Linked DNA regions of Rattus norvegicus: all the other regions are linked to region 1. Evidence: chromatin contacts called from public Hi-C data. All regions are on one chromosome and are shown on one strand. The core of a region is the stretch at or near the end of the contact, and the rest is flanking DNA. Distances in the headings are between cores, read along the strand shown. Region 1 overlaps Raph1 (Ras association (RalGDS/AF-6) and pleckstrin homology domains 1). Region 2 has its middle 10 kb from the start of Icos. Region 3 has its middle 43 kb from the start of Ctla4.

Region 1 (4,744 bases), core at 914-3,413:
TGCATATTTTTCTATACGCTCCATAAATATAAGCTTATTTTGGCTGTCTCTTGTCCAATTAAGAAGATTTTCAACCAAGTTTTCATGGTCTTCAAAGATTCTTTCTGTCCCAAAATCAAATACCAGCCTTTTGTTAGTATTCTTCCAAATTACATGAAAGGCAAGATAAAACACATTAGAATTACAGAATCTTTGTGAGTGTAGAGGTCAGAGGTTGATGATGGATATTTTCTTCAATTGCTTTCTAGATTACATTTTAAAACAGTCTCTCACTGAACATGAAGACCACCAGTTCAGGACACTGACTGGCTAGCAAGCTCCACTACCCCCCTTTGTCTGTCTCCCCACTGCTGGAATTATTGATGCATGTTGTGACTGGGTGTGTTTCTTTAAACATGGGTTCAGGGTGGTGGTGGTGGTGATGGTGGTGTGTGTCAGACTAAAATACACACACACACACACACACACACACACACACACACACACACACTACTGAACATATGCTAAAAGTGTTCTTTGAAATTTGTTGATGTGCTTTATTTTTCCTTAAAGACTTGTGTACAAAGCCTAGGAAATAACAGTATTGGGCTGGAGAGACGGCTTAGCATCAAGAATTCTTGCTGTTCTTATAGAGCATCCAGGTTCAATTCTTAGCACCATCATGAGGAAACTCAAAACCACCTCTAACTCTAGTGCCTGAGGACCTGACACTCTCTTTTGGCTTCTCCATGCACATGACATATATACATAAATGCAGATATATAAAATAAATGAAAATGTAAAAATATTTAATAATAGTTTTAGTAAATTTATTTATGCAACTCTTATTCCAAAGAAAAAGCATCTGTTATCGTTAAAACTGTTGCTTTAATGATTTAAAAAAATGCTGTGAATTGAATTTCATCTTTTATTCAAAGAACTCTCCAGATACACTAGGAAAAATGTCAAAAAGCAAGATTTAAAAATGATAAAGTGCCTGATAATTTTATATGAAAAAACATAATGTCTCAAAATGTTTCTGTCAATATGAAGGTTTGAGGTCACATAGATGCTAATAAACAATTAAATCAGAGGCATTACTAACCCATTTGTAACTCAGAAATTGTCTCCACCAGCGACCAGTCTAAACTGTAGCCACAGTGAGATTTGTCCATCAGGTTATCCAGCACTTGTCTCACTGTCTGTCTCTCATCCACCATCATTGTTTTAGAACTGTCATCAGACATGTGGACCCTGATCACCAGCTGCAACAGGTAAAAATGCAATTAAATGGTAACTTAAATGGAATTCTAGAAAAGTATTTTTCAAATATTAAATAGCATTCTGATTCATATCTTTAAATATAAATTAAGAAATGACTACTCTGACACTATTATTACAGGTAAAAATCGGAATATCAAGAAACCTACCTAAATATGTTTTAAGCCCTTTAAAATATTGTGCTAAGATGATTCCGTCTTACTGACTTTTGTTTTGGAAGTAGCAAGAAACCTTATCATATCAGAGGGATAATACAGATGAGATATGCTGTAAGCAGTGGGCCTCTGGAGTCAAGCACTCCAGGACCTGCCTAGAAACAAAGGCTCACTTTCTTAAAGCATCTCACACACAAAACCCACATGTGAAAAGATATCAGGGAGAATATAGTTTTACCTTTTCATAAATTAGAGAAACATTGTATATAAACAAGAAAATTCTTCATAAAGCAAAACAGGACAAAAAAAAGAAAAACCTTAAGATAAATATTTCAAACCCAGCAAAGAGCCACAAGTCACCTTTTTCACTTGAGCCTCTTTAATTTTCTCCAGAGCAACTCGGATCTTCTCAGCTTTCAGTTTTGCTGCCTGTTCTTCCTGCAAACACAAAGCATTTCAGATAAACTGCTGCTCACAGGGTGAGGAGACCAGCAAAGGCTTCATCCTCATGGCGCTGGTAGGGAACTATATTAAGAACACAATGCAGCACATGTATAGAAAGCACAATTCTAAAGTGGCTCTGTTCACAGAATGAAACAGACATGTCACAAGAAGAGAGCACAGGCTCAGCAACAGGATTAGCTTCCATATTCCAGAGAAAAAGAAAGACACCTGTCACGTAATACACCAACTTCGATTCTGACAACACAAGGCAAACAGCTTTCAAGCTCTGGGTTTAGGGAAATGCTGCGGACGAGCTCCTCCTGCTGGCCTATTTGCCACGCTCACACAACTTTCAATTCAGACTCCCTCCAGAGGTTATGCAAGATTTCTGCACAGTGTTTTGTTTTGTTACATTGGAAATTTAAGATCTTTGGAAAAATATATATAGCAAAACCAATCTACTTTGTTATAAAAATATAAAGGCCTCAACAAAAAGTATATGTACAAATATTAATTCTTACCAATATGCTAATACAAACAAGAGGCTGCCTTATATTTTAAGTTTTACTGATTTAGAAAATCATGCAGCACAATCAGTAAATTAAAATTTATTAATCTGTCAATAAGTCTATTCGTAAATGCTAAGTATAACTTTACAAATAACACGATTGTAAGTAATTCTAAGATTATAAACTCTCGTAAAAATTATAAAGAACTAAAAATAAAGCATTGTCCATTTTTTCTAATAGAATACAGTATTCAACACTAGTACTTACTAATAAGTTCCAGCAATAGGCCATAATAAACACTGTAGCTGTAATTTCCAATTTAAAAAGAAAACTCATGTAAGTAAACTTCTGTTTATAAAGATTTATTTTCTATTTCTGAGTACAAAACATTAAAATATCTATATAATTGCCATCTTCTAAAATCCTTTAATCCTTTCCTTTAAAAAACAAAGGAAAGCCTAATTATATCAGCAATAGTTTATCCTCTCTGGATTGTGCCTGAAATGTCGCAATCCATGTGTCAGTTTTCATAAAGAACTAACCCTTCCAGGGTAGGGAAAAAGCTAGATTTATTTACTGATTTTCCCTAGTCACCAAAGTCCTGCAAGCTTCCTTCTATTTCCACTTCCTACTGCGATGTCTCTCTTTGCAAGCTTAAGTTACTGACCATGGACCCGAGAGGCAGGGCAGGGGAAGGCTCATGGGCCAGAAATTGGATCCCTTTCAATGCGTGGAGCTACTGAATCAACAGACTGACCAAGACCTGGAAACACTATCTGTGAACCCAACAGTCAAAGAACAAAGATCTTTATTTTAATAATAAAGAGAATTAATACTTAGTTCTTAGATTATTATAGACATATTCCTCTGACTAAAAGATTATATAACCCAGTCCTTTCCTTTAAACAAATAAATCGCATCATAAAGCAATAGATGAATTTTAATGTAAATTTTTTAACCAATCTATTCTCTTATACATTTTATGTACATCTCTGAAAAGTAAATTTAAAGTCTATTGGGGGAGAAGGCATTGGAATCGATGCTTTATATATTTGAAATATAAACACAAACTTCTAAAAGTAAAATATTTGAAGTAAAATATTTTATGTATGTAAAATACTTGTGTATATATATACTTGGCCTGTATATATGTATGTGCACCGCACATGTGTGGCGCCTGCAGAGTTCAGAAGAGGACACTGGGGTCCTCGGATCTGGAACTACAGATGGTTGTGAACCACTATGTGGGTTCTGGGAATAGAACCTGTGTCCTCTGGAACAGCAGCAACTCTTAAGCATTGAGCTATTGCTTCAGGAAAACATGAAAAGATGGTTGATAGTCCTTAGCACCCAGAAAGTGCAAGTTAAGTCTTATACGTTTACTATGCCCCAAATCCAACACCCCAGCACAAAATGCTGGTGAGGATGTAGGACTGCTGCTCACTGCTAGTGAGAAGGAAACAATAATCTAGCCCCTTCGGAAGACAATTTGGCTGATTCTCACAAAATTACATGCATCATTGCCACATGGCCCAGTAGTCATGCTTCTATGTGCTCACTCAAATCAGTGCAAATTTCTGTCTACAAATGCCTGCACATGGATGCTTGTAGATGCTTTATTCAGAATCACCCAATCTTGGAAACAACAAAGATTTCCTCTGGTAAGTGAATAGAAAAAGTATGGTGCATCCTGGCAATTAAATATTATTCAGCACTAAAAAGAAATGAACTATAAAAGCAATAAATGGGCACTGTGGGCCCACAGATTAATAAATAAAAGAATTCAATCTATAAAAGTTACATACTATATAATTAATTGCAAGTATATTGTGCTCTGGAAAGGGCAGTAAAAAGGATCAGTGATTGTCAGGGTTAAGAAGGAAGCAAGGTGGGGTTGGGGATTTAGCTCAGTGGTAGAGCGCTTGCCTAGCAAACGCAAGGCCCTGGGTTCGGTCCCCAGCTCCGAAAAAAAGAAAACAAAAAAAAAAAAAAAAAAAAAAAAAGAAGGAAGCAAGGCTTTATTAGGCTTTATTAGGCAGAGTGCAGAGACCTTTCAGGGCAGTGAAACTACTGCTGTCACAGTACAGTGGATGATAAACAAAACTGCCCTAAGAATAAATAAAAAAATAAATACTGTATTTTGATTAGTTTCATACAATAATGGTGTTTCCATACTGCCATCCTTTACTGTTTGTCAAATTCCATGACAGGTTAGCTTAATTGAGCTCATGCACAGTTCCCGCCCCACACGTTGAAGTGCTGAACAGTAAGAGAACCAGGTAACCAATTAACATTCGTACAAATCAAGGAGTCATTTCTTAAATGCAAAACAGGCAAAGCTCTCCTAATACATTCAAGTTCAGCCTGTCTTTTACC
Region 2 (4,744 bases), core at 1,578-4,077, 440 kb after region 1:
AGCTAAAATAAATCCCTTTCTCTCTGATTGCTTTTCCTCATGATGTTTGTCACAAAAACTAGCCTCTAAGGGCCCCCATGCACTCTCATACTACATAGATGTATATGCAGGCAAAACATTCATACACATTATAAAAGAATGAGAAAGGAAGAAAAAAAGAAAGAAAGAGAAAGAGAACTGCCTACATTTGGGCCATTTGGATTGATTTTATATGGTGAATTTTCTTTAATAAGCTGCTAAATTAGATCTATTAAGTACTTAAATACATATGTATGCATGTATGCTCATGGTCCATGGTTTGCCTCTGATTCGTCTTGGTTATACCTTCCTATTAATACTATGTCAGCCTCACAATGCCAGATTTTGATTCCAGACCACTTTACATACCCTGGAAACTCTGTGTTTTGAGGGCCACTGAGGTTCGTTTGTAGGGTGGTCTGTTTTCAATCCTGAGCTGGTCCTTTCCTTAGTTCTGTTTCCGATTTCTTCACAGGTTCATAGTCTGTTCCATTTTCCCGTTTCTCTGCGAATTTTATGTGTTCTAGAAAATTAGCAACTCCTGGCATGTTTTTAAAAGTTATGTGGTATTTATTTGGTGTTGCATTTCCTTTAAAATTAAGATAAGACTCATTAGTATCTATGCTCCTTTCCTTTCTAATATTGGTACTATGGGTTCTCTTTATCCTCAGACTAAAAGAATCTCGCCCAGATTAATTATTGAAGCAAAGATAGCACTTTTAGTTTATTATTTAACATTTCCTGATTCTTAATGTAATAGTTTTGTTTTAAGATACATATTAATTCTATATTTCTGATTTATAAGGTTACATGATAGTTATTCTTTTTTAATTACTATCAAACCAAGGGATTTATTCATTGGTGCTATTTCATTTCATTTATGCATGTACATGTGTGTGATGCATGTACATGTGTGTGATGCATGTATGTGCGTATATGTGTTTATGTACATATGTGTATATGGATGTGTACTCTTTCTGTGTGTGTACGGTACATGCATGTGTGTTTGTGCATGTGTATACGTACATGTGTGTATATAGGTGTGTCCTCTGTGTATGTATGTGCATGCATGTCTGTGCATGTGTGTTCGTGCATGTGTATATGTACATGTGTGTATATGGGTGTGTGCTCTCTGTGTGTGTATGGCGCATTCACACATGGAGGACCAGAACAGATGTTAAGTGAATTTCTCCACTACTCTCCATCCTTCTTCCTAGAGACAGGATCTCTTGTGGAATAGGAAGCTGCTCTTCTGGTTAGTCTGCTGACCACTGAGTTCTCAGGAAACGCCTGTCTTTGCTGCACTATGTTGGGGCTACAGGCATATGCAGCCATACCTGGAGTTTTATGCATGGATGCAGCCTTATGGTTATGAGAAACTCACAGAAATGTTAAGAGCAGGGGGAGGGATTGGACTCTGAGCCTGGGATCTGCTTCAGACAACCAGTGCCAAGCCTACCCGTCAAGCTTAAGGCTGGTAACAAGTCCAGTTTTTGATAAGCTGGTTTCTCAGAACCTGGTTTCTGGTACCAGTGCATGAGTCTATATAACATGCTTTATCAAGCCTTAAAGTCTTGTGTCCACAGGTACCTGATTCTGTTCCATCGAACTGTCTGCATGTTTTCCAGAGTGATTAAATGATTATACCTTTATACTGTGGCAGGCCTAGTAATCATCTTCACCTTTCTCTCTCTAAAACACACTCTTCAGAATGAAATTTAGTATCACTCTGGCAGTCTCCTTTTACTTCCTCTCTGTGATGGTTTGTATGTTTGGACCACAGAGTGGCAATATTTGGAGGTATGGCCTTGTTAGAGTAGGTGTGTCACTGTAGGTGTGGGCTTTAATACCCTAGCCCTAGCTGTCTGGAAGTCGGTCTTCCACTAGCAGCCTTCAGCTAAAGGCGTAGAACTCTCAGCTCTGCCTGCACCATGCCTGCCTGGGTGCTGCCGTGCTCCCACCTTGATGATAATGGACTGAACCTCTGAACCTGTAAGCCAGCCCCACTTAAATGTTGTCCTTATAAGAGTTGTGTTGGTCACAGTGTCTGTTCACAGCAGTAAAACCCTAAGACACTCCCTTCCTGCATGTTCCTTGGGAGATTTTGAGAAAACCATTTGAGAAAACCACTTATGCCCTGAGCTGGGGAGTCCAACTTGGTTTTGATTCCAAACTTAGTAATCCTGTTCTGAACTAATCTGATTTAAACAGGGAAGTTGGATAATAAAGTGTGACATTAATATTCATGGCTTTATAACTGTACCTGTCAAAAAACTTTGTTAATATTTATATACCCACATGGCTTATCAAACTCCAAAACCAAAGAGCTATGGATACTTCTGCGTGTCTATAATTAGAGGAACAGAGAGTGGTTAGCCATGTCCAAGGTTATTTATAATTGCATTCCTTAGGCAGCATAGCCTCTGAGAGATGGGACTGTAAGCAAACTTTCAGGGCCAATTCTTACACCCCAGAGCCTTTGCTTCTCTTTCCTTCCCAGCACACGAAGAGTGCTAACATAGAAGCAGGTCTGTCTGGGTTCCAGCCATGGTCACAGCTTATCGTAAAGCAACTTCTCTGAGACAGGCCCCTGTGTTAATGAGATGGAGATTATAATATTATCTGTCTGCACAGAGCTGTTCCTGTGAGCATATCATGTGCTAAGGTGTTGTGTGCCCAGCCCCATGCCATGCAAATAACTTTCCCGCCTTCCAACAGTCCTTCCATTTGCCTCTAACTAAGGCATTCTGGGCTGTTTCACAGCATCTTCCCCACTAAGCTTTTCAGGCAGCTCTGACCTTTCTTGCCATAACTCGAGCCTCAAGCAGATATCTATTTACCTCCTTCAAGGTCCTGTCATGGCCTGCCAACTTTTGAGAGAGCCTTGCTTTGATTTTCAAGTGGTTCAGAAGTCAAGAACAGGGGAAGACCTAGTTCCATGTGACTTTCTTAAATCACAAGGCAGTCTACCCAAGACATAAAACAACAGTTCAGAAATGAAAGGGGGCATTGATAATTTGAAACGCTCAATAATTTTACATCTGGAATTTTAAAATTGTTTTCTTTTCATGTACATATGGTGTGTGTGTGTGTTTGTATGTGTGTGTGTGTGCGTGCACATGTGTGTGTATTTGCGTGTGTGGTGGGGGTGCTTGGCTGAGGTTCATCTTGGGAATCTTTCTTGACTGAGGCAGTGTCTCTCAGTCAAACCCAGAGCTTGATACTATGGTGAGGCCAGATTTTCCAGGGATCCTTTATCTCTGCTTTCTGAAACTGGAATTACAGCTGAGTCCCCACACCTACTTTGCCATTGCATGGACTCCGGGGATCCAAAGTCTAGTCCTCTTGCTTGTGTTGTTGGGGTTTAAATCTTGGCTTGTGTCCAGACAGAACACACCAAACCCACATGATTCCATGTGGAGAGGTTTAATGAGAGAAGAGGAGTAGAAGAGGGGAGAAGTAAAGGCCGGCCATGAGCAAGTGGAAGGAAGCAACGGGGAGGGGAATAGGAGAGAGAAGGAACAAAGGAAGAACAGGGAAGAGAAGAGAGCAAAGAGCAAGAGGGAATGGGGAGGGGCAAGCAGCCCCTTATATAGTCAGGCATACCTGGCTGTTGCCAGGTAGCTGTGGGGTGGAGCTTAGACATAATACCAACATGTGTGGCAAGCATGTTAACTGATGCGCCATCCATCTTCCTGTTTCCGTATCCAAATACAGAACTATACCTATGAAACCCTCTTTTTTACACATAAAATCGCTTATGAATTAGTAGATTCTCTGTGCTCCCGAGAGTCACAAGTAGGTATGTAGGGGTCTGACACTCAGTTATATAAGGGGTGGGATTATTGGGGAGTTTAAAGGGCCAGGAGGCTGAACATGGAGGTTTTGGGGAGAAAGGAGCAATAAGCCTCAGGTTCACAATGAAAATAGTGAGGTGCAGTGGAACTAACAGCCAAGCAAATGAGAACATTTTCTGGGCATATTCTCAAGTTCATTGTAGGGCTGGAGAGATGGCCCAGTGGTTAAGAGCACTGGCTGCTCTTCCAGAGGTCCTGAGTTCAATTCCCAGCAACCACATGGTGGCTCACAACCATCTGTAATGGGATCTGATGCCTCTTCTGGTGTGTCTGAAGACAGCTACAGTGTACTCACATACATGAAATAAATAATTCTTTAAAAAAATAAAAAGCTCATTGTTAGCAATATGATTACCTTTGTTCTTTATGTTTAAGGCACTCTACTCCTGTATGCACAGTGAAGAGTCACCAAACTTTAACAACACCCCTCACTAACATTCAATGCATCTTATTCTCACTGAATAATACATGATTCAGAAATATTTTTAAAATTTAGAAAAGCACAAAGAAAATATAACTTTTGAAATGTTAGCATTTTAATTAAGATTAAAATGTAATTAAGATTTAATTTCATCAAGATTCTGGCATCTAGCTTTTTGTTCTGTTATAATTTCTACACAGTTTTCTTTTATATAATATTTTACTTTTGTTCATATGTATATGTGTGTGAACATATGTGTGTTTATGTATGTGTACCTGTGTGCTGTACACACTTGGAGGGCAGAGGACAATGTCAGTCTTTCTCTATTAAGTCTACCTTGTTCCTTGAGGTGGGATTTCTCAGTTAGGAGTTAGGCCAGCAAGCCTTAGAGGTTCCAGTCTCCAATCTTCATGGTGATGGGGTCACGCTTAAGCAAGCAACCTTGCTG
Region 3 (4,744 bases), core at 796-3,295, 350 kb after region 1:
GTCTCTTATCCTCAATTTTCAAGGAACTCCCCCAGAATCCCTCCTCTTTCCCTAGAAAGCTTATATCACTCTGGACATGTAGCTACTGTTGCCTTCAGCGACTATGGGGAAAAAAAAACATTTTCCTCTGGGACACAATGTTACCCCTATAGATCAAGGTTACGTTGGTCAAGAAAAAGAAGAAAATGGATATGGCTTAAGTAATTGAAAATCTCAAAGAAATGTCCTAGATACTTCGGGTTCTTTTTAAACTAATTTTTTAATTGTGGTACAATATAACACAAATGTTATTCTTTTGGCCATTTTATGTGCAGCATTCATTGACATTAAACACATTTACAACGTGAGTAACTGTTACCACTACTGTTTGCAGAACCTCCATCCCAAATGGTACCTCTGTGCCTAGTAGACAGCAGTGTCCAGTCTCCTTCCTCTCAGACACTCTTCACCTCTATTTCTGTCTCTATGAATTTGTTACCGCCTACCAGGACACCCATGACGGTTCCCATGTCTTCTTTATTTTACCTTGTCTAGTGTTCTCTAAGTCTATGCCTGTTGAACCACACACCAGAACTTCATTCCTTTTATAGCAGGAATTTGCATTCTGTCACGCAGACAAAAAAAAAGCATTTGAAAAAACTTCATCAGTTGGGAGACACTTTGGTTGTTTCTCATTTGGGGCTATTATGCATAGGCTGCTAGGAATATTAACATATAAGTAAAGCCTCTGTTTTAATCTATTTGGGGGAGGAGTATATACTGTGGACTGGGTCATGTGGTAATTTTATTTTTAACTCCTGAGTAGCTGCCAAGCGCACTTTACATTTTATGTTGTATCTAGTGTCTACAGGCATGGTTTGATATAACACTGAAGCTCTGGTGTACACTGTTGTTTTTGGAGGGACCCCACGCCCCTCTCAGTTGTCAAAGCTGCTCCCCGTAATGTCTAGCAGATTCCCCTGGAAGATTCTGTAGTTATTATGATGAATTACTCTTAGTTTTAAAATGTGAAGCATAGACCAGAGGCTAAGTCAGTGTCATATCCCAGCCTTCTTCTCTCGGTAGTGAGACCTGTGCTAATTAACTCCTAGCTCTTGGAACCTTCCTTCGTGCTTGTGTAACCTTACCAAGTCTGTACTGGATTATTTCGGCCAGTGTGGACTTGTGGTTTTTTTTTTTTTTTTTTTTTTTGGTTCTTTTTTTCGGAGCTGGGGACCGAACCCAGGGCCTTGCGCTTCCTAGGTAAGCGCTCTACCACTGAGCTAAATCCCCAGCCCCCAGTGTGGACTTGTAAAGACCCATAGGAGGATGTTTCAGGCAGGAGCTAAAGCTCACGTTCACCTTCAAGCCAGCCTGTCACCATTTTGACAGGCAGAGAGGATGAGTTAGTTCTTTCTGTGCCTCACTGCTAGTTCCCGGTGTAGCTTAGCACAGTTGCTAAGGATGTAATGCCTCCGGACAGGTGACTGCAGCACAAATCCTGGCAATCCATGTGGCTTTCCTCAAAATTATTTAATGTCTTTGTGCCTTGGTTTCCTCACAGATAAATTGGGAATCGAGACCAACAATTTACTTCACGGGTTTGCTAGAGTCACGCCAAGTTTGTTAGTAGTGCTCCTGCAACGACATCTGGGCGTCATGTCAATGTTCTGTGTGTGGAGCGGAGTTGGCGGTGTTGACAATAGGATGATGTAAGCTCTCGACGCAGCCGCAGTTAATAATGTGTCACAGCTGTAACTCCGAGGACTAGAACCAAAGGGCAGGTGTGTGGCTCGGGGGCAGGGTGCTTACCTAGCATTTGTGAGGCCCTGGATTTGAACTCCAGCAGAAAACAGGCACCACTCCCAAACAAAACTAGTAGACTCAAAATAAATTTCGGACAGACAAAGGAGGAATGGATAGATACAGTCAGGTGTGTTGAAAAGCTCCTCCCTGGATTTTATCTTTGTCCCAGGATCACAAGGCTGGAACATGCTAAGTCCATGCTGCCTTCTTCCTCACCTACAGATTGCAGACTTCTATCTAGTTCTACCAAGCACCCTGTGCTGAGGCAAAGGTCAGGCTTGGAAAGCTATCATCACCAGGGCAAACATAACCGTATAGATCATGGCTAGGTCTGAGCTATAAAGCTGAGGGGACAGTGGACGATGTGGAGAAGCTCAAGGACAAGGACATACACAAGGAAGAGGGGGCATTATTTTGAAGAACACGTAGACTGGCCACTGTAGATAGAGTGGGACGAACTTCAGCCTTGTCTGAGGACTTGGGCATCAACAACAGAAAGGGCTTCTTAATGTGTCGCAATGCAAGGTCTCTTCTGTGACCATACAGCTGTGGAGAGACAGAAACTGCAGCACCCGTCTGGTGGATGTAGCAAGGATGGATGGTTCTGAAAATCCCACCCTGACACAGCAAATTTAGACGTGGCTGATTCAATGTGGGTGGGAACTAGACATTTGTGGAGCAGTCAGTGCCTGCCATCTATTGGCCGGCGTGCTTCATTGCAACTGTAAGAATAGGCTATGAGAGCCCATTGTTGAATTTTATCAATTAGTTGTGTCCTTTCTCTCTCTCTCTCTCTCTCTCTCTCTCTCTCTCTCTCTCTCTCTCTCTCTCTCTCTCTCTCCCTCCCTCCCTCGTGCCTACTAAAGCGGTTTCTTATTGCTTTGTAGATTCAACAGTTTTTGTGAGTATCAATAATTATATCTTTGGAATGAAATGGGAGGGGGTGAGCATTGCACAGTGATGTCATTGCATGAGGAGACACAGATCTTGGATCCCAGTTGTTAATGTATTTTTAATAGCCAAGAAATTCTTCCCCCTGACATTAAATGACCCAGGCATCATTTAAAAGCCCAGGGAAGCTTGCATTTTCCCACGGCTGACTGCAAAGGGGGGGGGGAGGGTAGAGGCTGGAGTGACCGCTGCTTTCTATTGTTCCGATGATATTCTTAGCATCCATGGAGGAAGGAAAGGCACCAAATGGAGGGAAATTTGGGGAGGCTTTGAGGGGGATGAAGTGGATTTTAAAAGGAAAGAGTCTTAAGGGATGGAGAAGATCATCCACCCTGTATGTTCCATGACTGCAGTTCAAGAGGGAGTTAAAGAAATACAAATTGGCAGAGAATAAATGAGAAAATGCCCAGCATCCTTAGCCACTGGGGAAATGCAAAATAAGACAACACTGAGATCCTTCTTTCTCCTGTCACCAAGAAATCAGCAAATGCTGACCGGAGGAGAGGGTGGCAGAAAGGAGTCCTTCTTTACAGCTGACGAGACTGGAGACCGGGGCAGTGACTGTGGAAATCTGTGCAGAGGTTCCCAGAGAAGCACAGCCAAGGATACAGTTCCTACATGCTTTAGCCACACCACTCCAGACTGAGTAACTGAGGACTCTAAGTCAGCATAACTCCGAGATACCTGCACATCCATGTTTATCTATACGCTATTCTCAGTGGTCAAGAAGCCAACTTAGATGCTCATTACTGGATGATAAAGACGGTGATATATATGATATGTAATATGTAATATATATGATATGCATCATCACATATGTGGTGAAGTTTTGTTCAATCATAGTGAAGACTGCATTGTTTCATTTTCAGGAAGATGTAGAACTGGAGATCATCATGCAAAGTGAAATGAGCCTCTCAGAAGACAAAGCCTCACTGTTCTCTCATATGCTTACCATATAATGTACATTCATATATGTGTATAGATGAGACAGAAAGGCAGATGAGAACTTATTTGTGCGTGCAGAAAGGAAACTGTCAGGGTTGGAGATAAGGGAAGGCAATGGAAGGGGAGACTTATCCATGAAAATATCATAAGGCAGCCTATTTTGTACATAAAAATTAGTGAAAGAGAGCTTCATTCAGAAAGGGCACACAGGGCCAAAGGTATAGCTCATCTATTAAAGGTTAGGGCCTATTAACCAAATCTTCAAAAAGGGCACATGTTTGGGATCATATCTGTGTTCCCACATCCAGTAAGAAAGGCCACAGAGGTGGAGCAGTGGTGCAGCGTACAGTCTGTCATGAAGCTGTCTTTGGAGAGTGGGCGCTAAAGGTGACTGAAAGTGTCTAATTATCAACCCATGCTAGGGATTATTTGGGGGTGTAGAATATTATGGGTAACCAGCACAGTAACAGGTGAGCTACTGGGCCCTGCTCTTATCCCTGGGCATGTGAAAGTTAGCATTTTTCATGAACTGTCTTTCCTCCAGCCCTGTAGTGCTGAGCAGAATGGCCTGCGGAGAGGCCTCTGCTGGAGCACAAGGCCATAAATCCAGGAAGTGGAGGAGGAGACTTTGTCCATTCACAGAGAGAAATCTATTTCCCAGATTGGAGGGAAGGACTGGAAAATTTAATTAGGTCCACAGTCCTTGAGAATTGTTTTTAAAACTAAGAATGAAGGATGGCAAAGATATTCCAAGAGGCCAATTAGGCTGCAGTTTAGGGCAAGTTGGAAAGCCAAATTCAGGAAAGTTAGGTGTTAGGGCTGGAACAGAATCTGCAAACAGGAAGTTGGGTGAAAGGCCTGGGACTCAGGGTCGGTACTGTTCCAGGATTCCTCAGCAGAGTGGCTGAGCTGTTGAGGGTCATGTGGCTTCGCAGTTAGTGTCAAATGGTCCTGGAAAACTGTTCAGAGCTTTGCAGAATGGTGCCTCTCAAATCCTATGTGAGTGCCCTGTCAGCATTTATAGAGGTTCTTGAGAGCAATGCTTCTGGCCATCAGCAGGAAG

Evidence for each region. Hi-C and Micro-C count contacts between places; a contact is called where the count stands out from the background.
Region 2: a contact with region 1 is called in a Hi-C map of mammary epithelial cells, with 3 times the contacts expected there. The contact joins two enhancer-like sites. A contact is called at or near these places in 4 of 12 Hi-C or Micro-C datasets (frontal cortex, liver, mammary epithelial cells and 1 more).
Region 3: a contact with region 1 is called in a Hi-C map of liver, with 4 times the contacts expected there. The contact joins two enhancer-like sites. A contact is called at or near these places in 7 of 12 Hi-C or Micro-C datasets (the Rat2 cell line, frontal cortex, hepatocytes and 4 more).

Annotation. Positions count from the first base shown.
Region 1 is chr9:69,422,473-69,427,216 of GRCr8, forward strand. It overlaps Raph1 (Ras association (RalGDS/AF-6) and pleckstrin homology domains 1), which reads right to left. Exons shown (of 14, transcript NM_001108798.2): 5 at 1,776-1,853; 6 at 1,085-1,244; 7 at 1-104. It also overlaps a transcript of Abi2 not described here. Among named protein-coding and RNA genes, the nearest start is that of Raph1, 59 kb to the right of the region's middle. Within about 2 kb of position 2,164, at least 5 of the 93 cell types and tissues checked have an H3K27ac peak or open chromatin away from gene starts, as enhancers often do. A contact at or near this core is called in liver, where this site is marked.
Region 2 is chr9:69,865,429-69,870,172 of GRCr8, forward strand. It overlaps a transcript of Icos not described here. Among named protein-coding and RNA genes, the nearest start is that of Icos, 10 kb to the right of the region's middle. Within about 2 kb of position 2,828, at least 1 of the 93 cell types and tissues checked has an H3K27ac peak or open chromatin away from gene starts, as enhancers often do.
Region 3 is chr9:69,768,001-69,772,744 of GRCr8, forward strand. No RefSeq gene overlaps it. Among named protein-coding and RNA genes, the nearest start is that of Ctla4, 43 kb to the right of the region's middle. Within about 2 kb of position 2,046, at least 26 of the 93 cell types and tissues checked have an H3K27ac peak or open chromatin away from gene starts, as enhancers often do. A contact at or near this core is called in liver, where this site is marked.